Regions from separate parts of the Sus scrofa genome. Here region 1 is linked to region 2. Evidence: chromatin contacts called from public Hi-C data. All regions are on one chromosome and are shown on one strand. Each heading gives the region's core, a stretch centred on a gene start, on an enhancer-like site or on the middle of the called end of the contact. The rest is flanking DNA. Distances are from core to core; before and after follow the strand shown. Region 1 holds the start of RABAC1 (Rab acceptor 1). Region 2 holds the start of SIRT2 (sirtuin 2).

What was found. A called contact is a pair of places that touch in the nucleus more often than the background predicts.
Region 1: a Hi-C map of liver shows a contact between it and region 2, with 12 times the contacts expected there. The contact joins the promoter of RABAC1 here to the promoter of SIRT2 in region 2. A contact is called at or near these places in 1 of 5 promoter capture datasets (liver) and 1 of 47 Hi-C or Micro-C datasets (liver).

The regions. Positions count from the first base shown.
Region 1 is chr6:49,931,633-49,934,996 of Sscrofa11.1, forward strand. RABAC1 (Rab acceptor 1) reads left to right here and starts at 1,956. Exons shown (of 5, transcript NM_001031795.1): 1 at 1,956-2,011; 2 at 2,263-2,475; 3 at 2,756-2,853. The coding sequence starts at 1,956.
Region 2 is chr6:47,701,814-47,705,238 of Sscrofa11.1, forward strand. SIRT2 (sirtuin 2) reads right to left here and starts at 1,529. Exons shown (of 17, transcript NM_001114271.1): 1 at 1,472-1,529; 2 at 580-626. The coding sequence starts at 1,487. NFKBIB (NF-kappa-B inhibitor beta) reads left to right here and starts at 1,831. Exons shown (of 6, transcript XM_003355897.5): 1 at 1,831-2,106. The coding sequence starts at 1,928.

The sequences.
Region 1 (3,364 bases), core at 706-3,205, 2.2 Mb after region 2:
ACGACGGGAACTCCTCTTTTTTTTTTTTTTTTTTTTTTTTTTTTTGTCTTTTTGCCTTTTTCTTGGGCTGCTCCCGAGGCATATGGAGGTTCCCAGGCTAGGGGTCCAATCGGAGCTGTAGCCGCCGGCCTACGCCAGAGCCACAGCAACACAGGATCCGAGCCACATCTGCGACCTACACCACAGCTCACGGCAACGCCGGATCGTTAACCCACTGAGCAAGGGCAGGTTCCTAGTCAGATTCATTAACCACTGCGCCATGACGGGAACTCCCCACATAATTTTCTTGAGGCCATATTCTAGGGCATCTCTTTAGAATTCTGGCCGGTTTTCCACAGCTCATTCAGGAGCAAAGACTGAGAGAACCATGGCTGTGGGGACCCGGGGAGAGACAGGCGGCCCACGTGGCAGACACCAGTCCCTCTTTGGGACATCCAAGGGGCCAGCAGCAGCAACTACGTTACAGACATATTTGAGAAGGCTGAACTCTAGAAATAATCATAACATTCATGACAATGTAGTGGCAAAAACAACATCACCATTTATTGAGTGGTTATAAAATAGCAAGACTCTTTCAAGCACTTCACATGGATCATTCAACCCAACCTTAACCCATGAGTGTGGAACCAGGATGATCTTCACTGTCCAATGAAGACAGGGAGTTGATGAAATCAACACAGGCTGGATTTTGACCTCTGACCCAAGAAATCCAGTTCTTTTAGTTGTAACTACTCCGTCTTTTAAAAATTCTCAGAGTTCCCATCATGGCTCAGTGGTAACAAACCCAACAAGTATCCATGGGGACGCGTATTTGATCCTTGGCCTTGCTCAGTGGGTTAAGTGTCTGGCGTTGCTGTGAGCTGTGGTGTAGGTCACAGATGTGCCTCGGATCCCGCCTTGCTGTGGCTGTGGTGTGGGCCAGCAGCTGCAGCTCTGATTCGACCCCTAGCCTGGGAACCTCCACATGCCACGGGTGTGGCCCTAAAATGACAATAAATAAATAAATAAAAATTAAAAATTAAAATCCCTCATTCCCCTCAATAAAACTGGAATAAAAAAAGATTAAAAAAAAAAAAAAACAACTCACCCCTTTACTTTCCCCTACTTCCCTTTACCCTCTCCATAGCAGGGGCATCCTTGAGGTCCTAATCCTAACCCATCCATCCTTAGGAGCCCAGAGTTGTGGGGGAGCTTTGCTCCCCATCTTAGATAACCCCCTTCAGCAACCATGGCCCCCTCACTAGCCTTTGAAGAAGGATGGAATGGATTCCTACAAATATTCTACAGTCTCACTATTCAAATGTGGTCCATGAGTTCCCTGGTGGCTCAGGATCCCCCACTGTCACTGCTGTGCTAGGGTTGCTGCTGTGGCTAGGGTTCGATCCTTAGCCAGAAAACGTAGCATGTCCCCACCCACCCCACTCCCTGCCTGCCACAAAAAAAAAAAAAGAGCCAGTGAATGGGTCTCACCCCAGATCTGATAAATCAGAACATCTGAGTGTTTAATCACGGTTTTTTTTAATATCCTTAGAGTCAGAATGACAGCCCTACACAGTCCCCACTGTACAGAGACTGCTCGGGGTAGTACACGACGTCTTCTGCCTTTACACTCCCCCGACACCCTGACTCCTGACAGCTCACTTTCTCTGACCTCGCACGTCCTACCTTTGAAACTACAACTCCCACAATGCCCCCGAGGCACCCACGTCGCTTTACGCGACTACATCTCCCAAGGTGCTCCTCGAGCCATGCAGCCACCAGGGCGCCTACTCTCCCCGACATCGTCAGGACTACAACTCCCATAATACTCCGTGACAAACCTACCGCCCCCAGCGGCGCCGGAACGGCGCCACGTCCCCTCCGGCCACTTCGAGTGAGGCCGGTTTCGGGCGGGGCCCGTGGGGTGTGGAGGGCCCCAGCCTCGTTACAGCGGTTCTTCCCCTCACAACACAGACATGGCGGCCGAGAAGGACCAGCAGAAGGATGCCGAGGCGGAAGGGCTGAGCGCCACGTAAGCAAGTCTAATCTAGCCCCCCTGACCTAGACCCGAGAGTCATGGCTTCTCGCCCCTCATCCCTGGGGAGTTAGGAATCCGGACTCCTGGCCCCGGCTCAATCCCTTCCTCCCCTGGAATCCAGGAGTCCTGGACCATATCTCCCCCGCCCCCCAGAACCCCGGAGTCCCGCTCCCCTCGGCCCCCTTCTTGCTCGGGGGTCCGGGCTCCAACCCGGTCTACCGCTGACCTGGTCCCGCACCCCCCAGGACCCTGCTGCCGAAACTGATTCCCTCTGGCGCGGGCCGTGAGTGGCTGGAGCGGCGCCGTGCTACCATCCGCCCCTGGGGCTCCTTCGTGGACCAGCGGCGTTTTTCGCGTCCCCGCAACCTGGGCGAGCTTTGCCAGCGCCTCGTACGCAACGTGGAATACTACCAAAGCAACTATGTGTTTGTGTTCCTGGGCCTCATCCTGTACTGCGTGTGAGTGTCTCTCTGGCCAGAACAGCCCCCCTCAGCCAGGCCCCGCCCCCGCCAGGCTGCCATGTCTGCACTGGCCAGGCCCTGTCCCCATGGGATAGCTCTGTGGGATCTTTACCCCAGAGGACCAGGTCCCTACTCCATCAGCCTGGCTGGGATGCAGGGGGACCAAACATGACCTAGACTTGCGTGGTCCTAAGGACGTCCCCAGGTGTAGAAGGTCAGGGCCTTCGTGTCTGACGCAGCCCCAGCGGCCTGACTGTGCCTCCCTGCCCTCCTCCAGGGTAACATCGCCCATGCTGCTGGTAGCTCTGGCTGTCTTCTTTGGCGCCTGTTACATCCTCTATCTGCGCACGTTGCAGTCCAAGTTTGTGCTGTTTGGTGAGAAATCTGCCCAAACTCCTCTGATCCTGGCTCTTTGAATCCAAGCCTTAGACCTCAAACCTGAGTCCTTTTGAACCCAAGTCTGCCCAATCCTAGACCTACAGTAGATTCCCCATACCCACACCTGATGCTCCTATCCACTCTCAGTCCCCCCAAATTGCTGTTTCCCAAACCCAGAAGATATCCAAGAACCACTCCACCTAGCCGCTGGCCTTTTAAACCTCCTCCTTCTCTCTCCCTCATCTGCCAAAAGCATCAGCTGCAAGTACCCACATTGGACGCCAGGTGGCGACTTTACTCTAGCCTAAATCTGTCCTCCCCCTTTCGTGCTTCCTGGGATGGGAGTAGAAAAATCTTGGGACTTCTCAGAGGGAAGCTGAGGCCTGTGGCTCATGTGGTCCTAGACTGGCACCAAGCACCACTGGGAAGAAAGAGGGCCTGAGTTCCCAACTAAGGGAAACTCAAGGTTTGGAGTGGAGATAAGGGGGAGTTGGAATCAAAGAAACAG
Region 2 (3,425 bases), core at 279-2,778:
GCGGAGCACCCCAGCCACCTGACCTCTGAGCGCATCTCACTCTCCCGCCTCCCCGTGTTTGCACAAGCCGTACCCTCCGCGTGGGACCCCAATTCGCACCTCACCTAAGAAAATTCTAAGTCACTCTACACTCACTACTGCGAGTCTGTACCTCAACCTGACTCCTAGATCAGCCTGTGGGATTCCTCCAGGGAAAGGACTGGCTGGAATCTGTGGGACTCCACGAAGTTTACTCTGGGCTCCCAAGGTGCCCTGAGCTGCTTTCCTTGTCACCCTACACTTGGCTCTGAGATCTCTTCCATGCGCAGTGCAAAAGAGGTTCAGAAGGGATGGGGTGGGGGGTGGCAAGGAGAGAGGAAGGTTTGGAAGGGCAGGCCGGGGGCTGAGGCTGCACGCCCTCCTCTGACAGTCCCCAGAATCCACCATTCCCCGGGAGGCTGAACCAGGAGGTGGGGGGAGGGACTGGGGCAGGGAGCTCAGGGCCCTGGGGTTCCCATCTCCCCTCTGCCACCTCCCTCCCAGGATGGGGTGTGGGAAGTCCATCTCTCTCCTTCCCGCCACCCTTCCGCCCCATCTCACCTGAGCCTCTTGCACCTTCCCTGTCTGGGTCTCCACAGGGTCTGAGGCTGGGGGGAGGAGGGGGAGCAGACGTGGTTAAGGTGAAGGGAGTGGTTAAGGGGGAAGGAAGGGCTTCAAATTAGTGGGGCAGAGGGATCAAGAAAACTCACCAACCTGGTCATACCGGGTGGGGTGGGGGTGTAAAATGGAAGTGGAGGAGGGCGGCAATGGGGAAAAGCGGACCTTATCAGTGTGCAGACGGCTGGGAGGAGAGGTTAGCGAGGGACAAAGAGGCCGGGACAGGAAGGTTTAGGCGAGGGAAGAGAAAGTAAAGCACGCCCGGCATGGAGGAAGACTTAGGAGGAGTTAGGAAGGGTGTAGTAGTGTGAGAGTGTGTGTCATTAGGTTTACAAGCAGTGGGAAGCCATAGAAAGGAGAGAAGACATACTCTGCCTGTTGGCAGGTTTGGGAGAAGAGGTGCAGAGTGTGTGTGTGTGTGTGGTGTGTGTGTGTGTGTGTGTCGGGCAGGGTGGGGTTGGTTTCGGAGAAAAAGGAAGCAATAGGAGGGGACCCTGGCATCCTACAGTTGCTACTAACAACCAGGTACCCTTAGCAACCAGGACCGCGGCATCTTAAGTCCCTAGCAACGAGGGTCCTTGGCAACTAAGGTGCGAGAAACATGTGATCATTAGTAACTTGGGGGAAGTGGCAAACGGACCCTTAAAACCTAGCGACCCAGAAAGCCACCAATCTAGCAATATGGATCACTTGGCAACTGCCCCCGGAATCCCATTTTCCCCCCCATGCAACCCCCATCTCCTGCCCCACCAAGCCTGCCCTCGGGCCCCGGGGCCTACGACCCTCAGCTAGGCCCCGGTGCAGCCCTGCCCTCCCACCGGGGTCCCCGACTCACGATCCGGCTCGGCCATGGGCGCGGGGCGGGGGCCCTCGGGACTGTCACCGACTGCTCTGTCCCGTGACGGCACCGGAAACAGGAGGGGGCCGAGACAAGGCAGAGAACTACAACTCCCAGCAGCCATCGCGATCGCATATAATGCTCTGCACCGCGTACGGAGCGCGCCCCCACGCAAAGGCCGGACTACGAGTCCCAGAGGGCTCCACGTCCACAGCCATGCTGGTAAAGGACTCCGGGAAAGTGTGGGAAAAGGTAGAACGCCGTAGTCCACCTGAGTGCTCTGATTGGTCATCATGTGGCATGGGGGCGGGGCGTGTACTACTTAGCCCACCCTGATTGGATGAGTCAGGGGGGCGTGTTGGGGAATTCCCCGCAGGGCGGAAGCTCGAGAATTCCAGGCAGAGCCCAGCGACAGGCGGGCTGCCGCTGGGGGCCCCTGAGGCTTCGGGGGCCATGGCTGGGGTTGCGTGCTTGGGGAAAGCTGCGGACACCGATGAATGGTGCGACAGCGGCTTGGGCTCTCTGGGTCCGGACGCAGCGGCCCCCGGAGGACCAGGCCTAGGCGCGGAGCTGGGTCCGGGACTATCGTGGGCGCCCCTCGTCTTCGGCTACGTCACTGAGGATGGCGACACGTGAGTGAACCTTAGACTGACAAATCGGGCCCCAGGGTCCCACATCTCCAATCCTGACTTCCCAACCTTTCAATCCTAAATCTGTCTTTTGATGCTTGACTTCCTGACCCCAAGACTGGCCTCTGATAAAACCAACTTCTTATCTAATTTTGATCCTAACCCAATAATGTCTGGCCTTCCTTTCTTGAACTGATTCTCAGAGTTATGCGTTCATTGATCAGACCCACATTCAGTGATCGATTCCACATCCAAAACTCGATTTGACCTTCCTGACCCCAGTCCTTAGCCCTCTGTTAGAACTGTAGTTCAGACAGGCTCCTCCTGACCTTTATCCTCCAAATATGATCTTTGGTCCTCAGCGCCTAACTTACATGAGCCTTAGATTTTATTTCGAAATTAATACTTGGCTTTTGACTCCAGGATCCCACCTTCTGAACTCTGATCTTCAAAGCTTACATTCAAAGAGAAAATGGAAACTACATAACAGCAGGAATTCATCTATTAAACAAATAATCCAACACCTTCGACTTTCCAGGAACTGTTTTAGGTGTGGCCTAAAGGCAGGGAGGAAAGCCCAAAAAACATTTGTCTTGTGGAGCATACATTCTAGTGGGGGTATATAGACAGAAGGGCAGATAGACTGACAGGGAGGGAGGAAGGGTAGGAGGAAGAAAAAGGAAAGAAAAGGAGAGAGAAGGAAAGAGAAAAAAAGATACACAGACCTAAAGTAAGAAAGGGAGAGAAAGAAGAAAGGCAGGAAGAAACGAAGACAAAAATTAAAAAAAAAAAGAAAAATAGCATGTCAGACGTTAAGAAGTTCTTTGGAGAAAAATAAAGCAGGGAAGTGAGACAAGTAGATTATCTGGGGAGAACATTGCACATAGAGGGAAAAACAGTTGTAAAGGCCCAATTGAGGGAATGTACCTGGGGTTTTTGAGTATCGTGTTTACCGCTGTATCCCCAGTGACCCAGCAGCCCCTGACCCATAGGAGGCACTCAGGAAACAGTGATCTTCTCAAACAACCAGCTGTGGTTTCATTTATTTTCTCTTTTTCTCTCTTTTTGCTTTCTATTTTGTTGATCTCTGTTCTGACTTATTTACTTTCTTCTCTTATTTGGGGTTTAATTTCTTCTTTTTCTCGTTTTTTAAGATGGAAGCTGAGGTCATTGATTTGAGACTCTTTTTTTTTTTTTTTTTTACGCATATAAGTGATTCATGCTGTAAATTTCCCGGAGTAGTGCTTTAGCAGTATCTCACCAATTCTGATGTGCTGTGTCGTTTTTTGTCATTTTGTTTTGTTTTGCTTTTAAGGCCTACC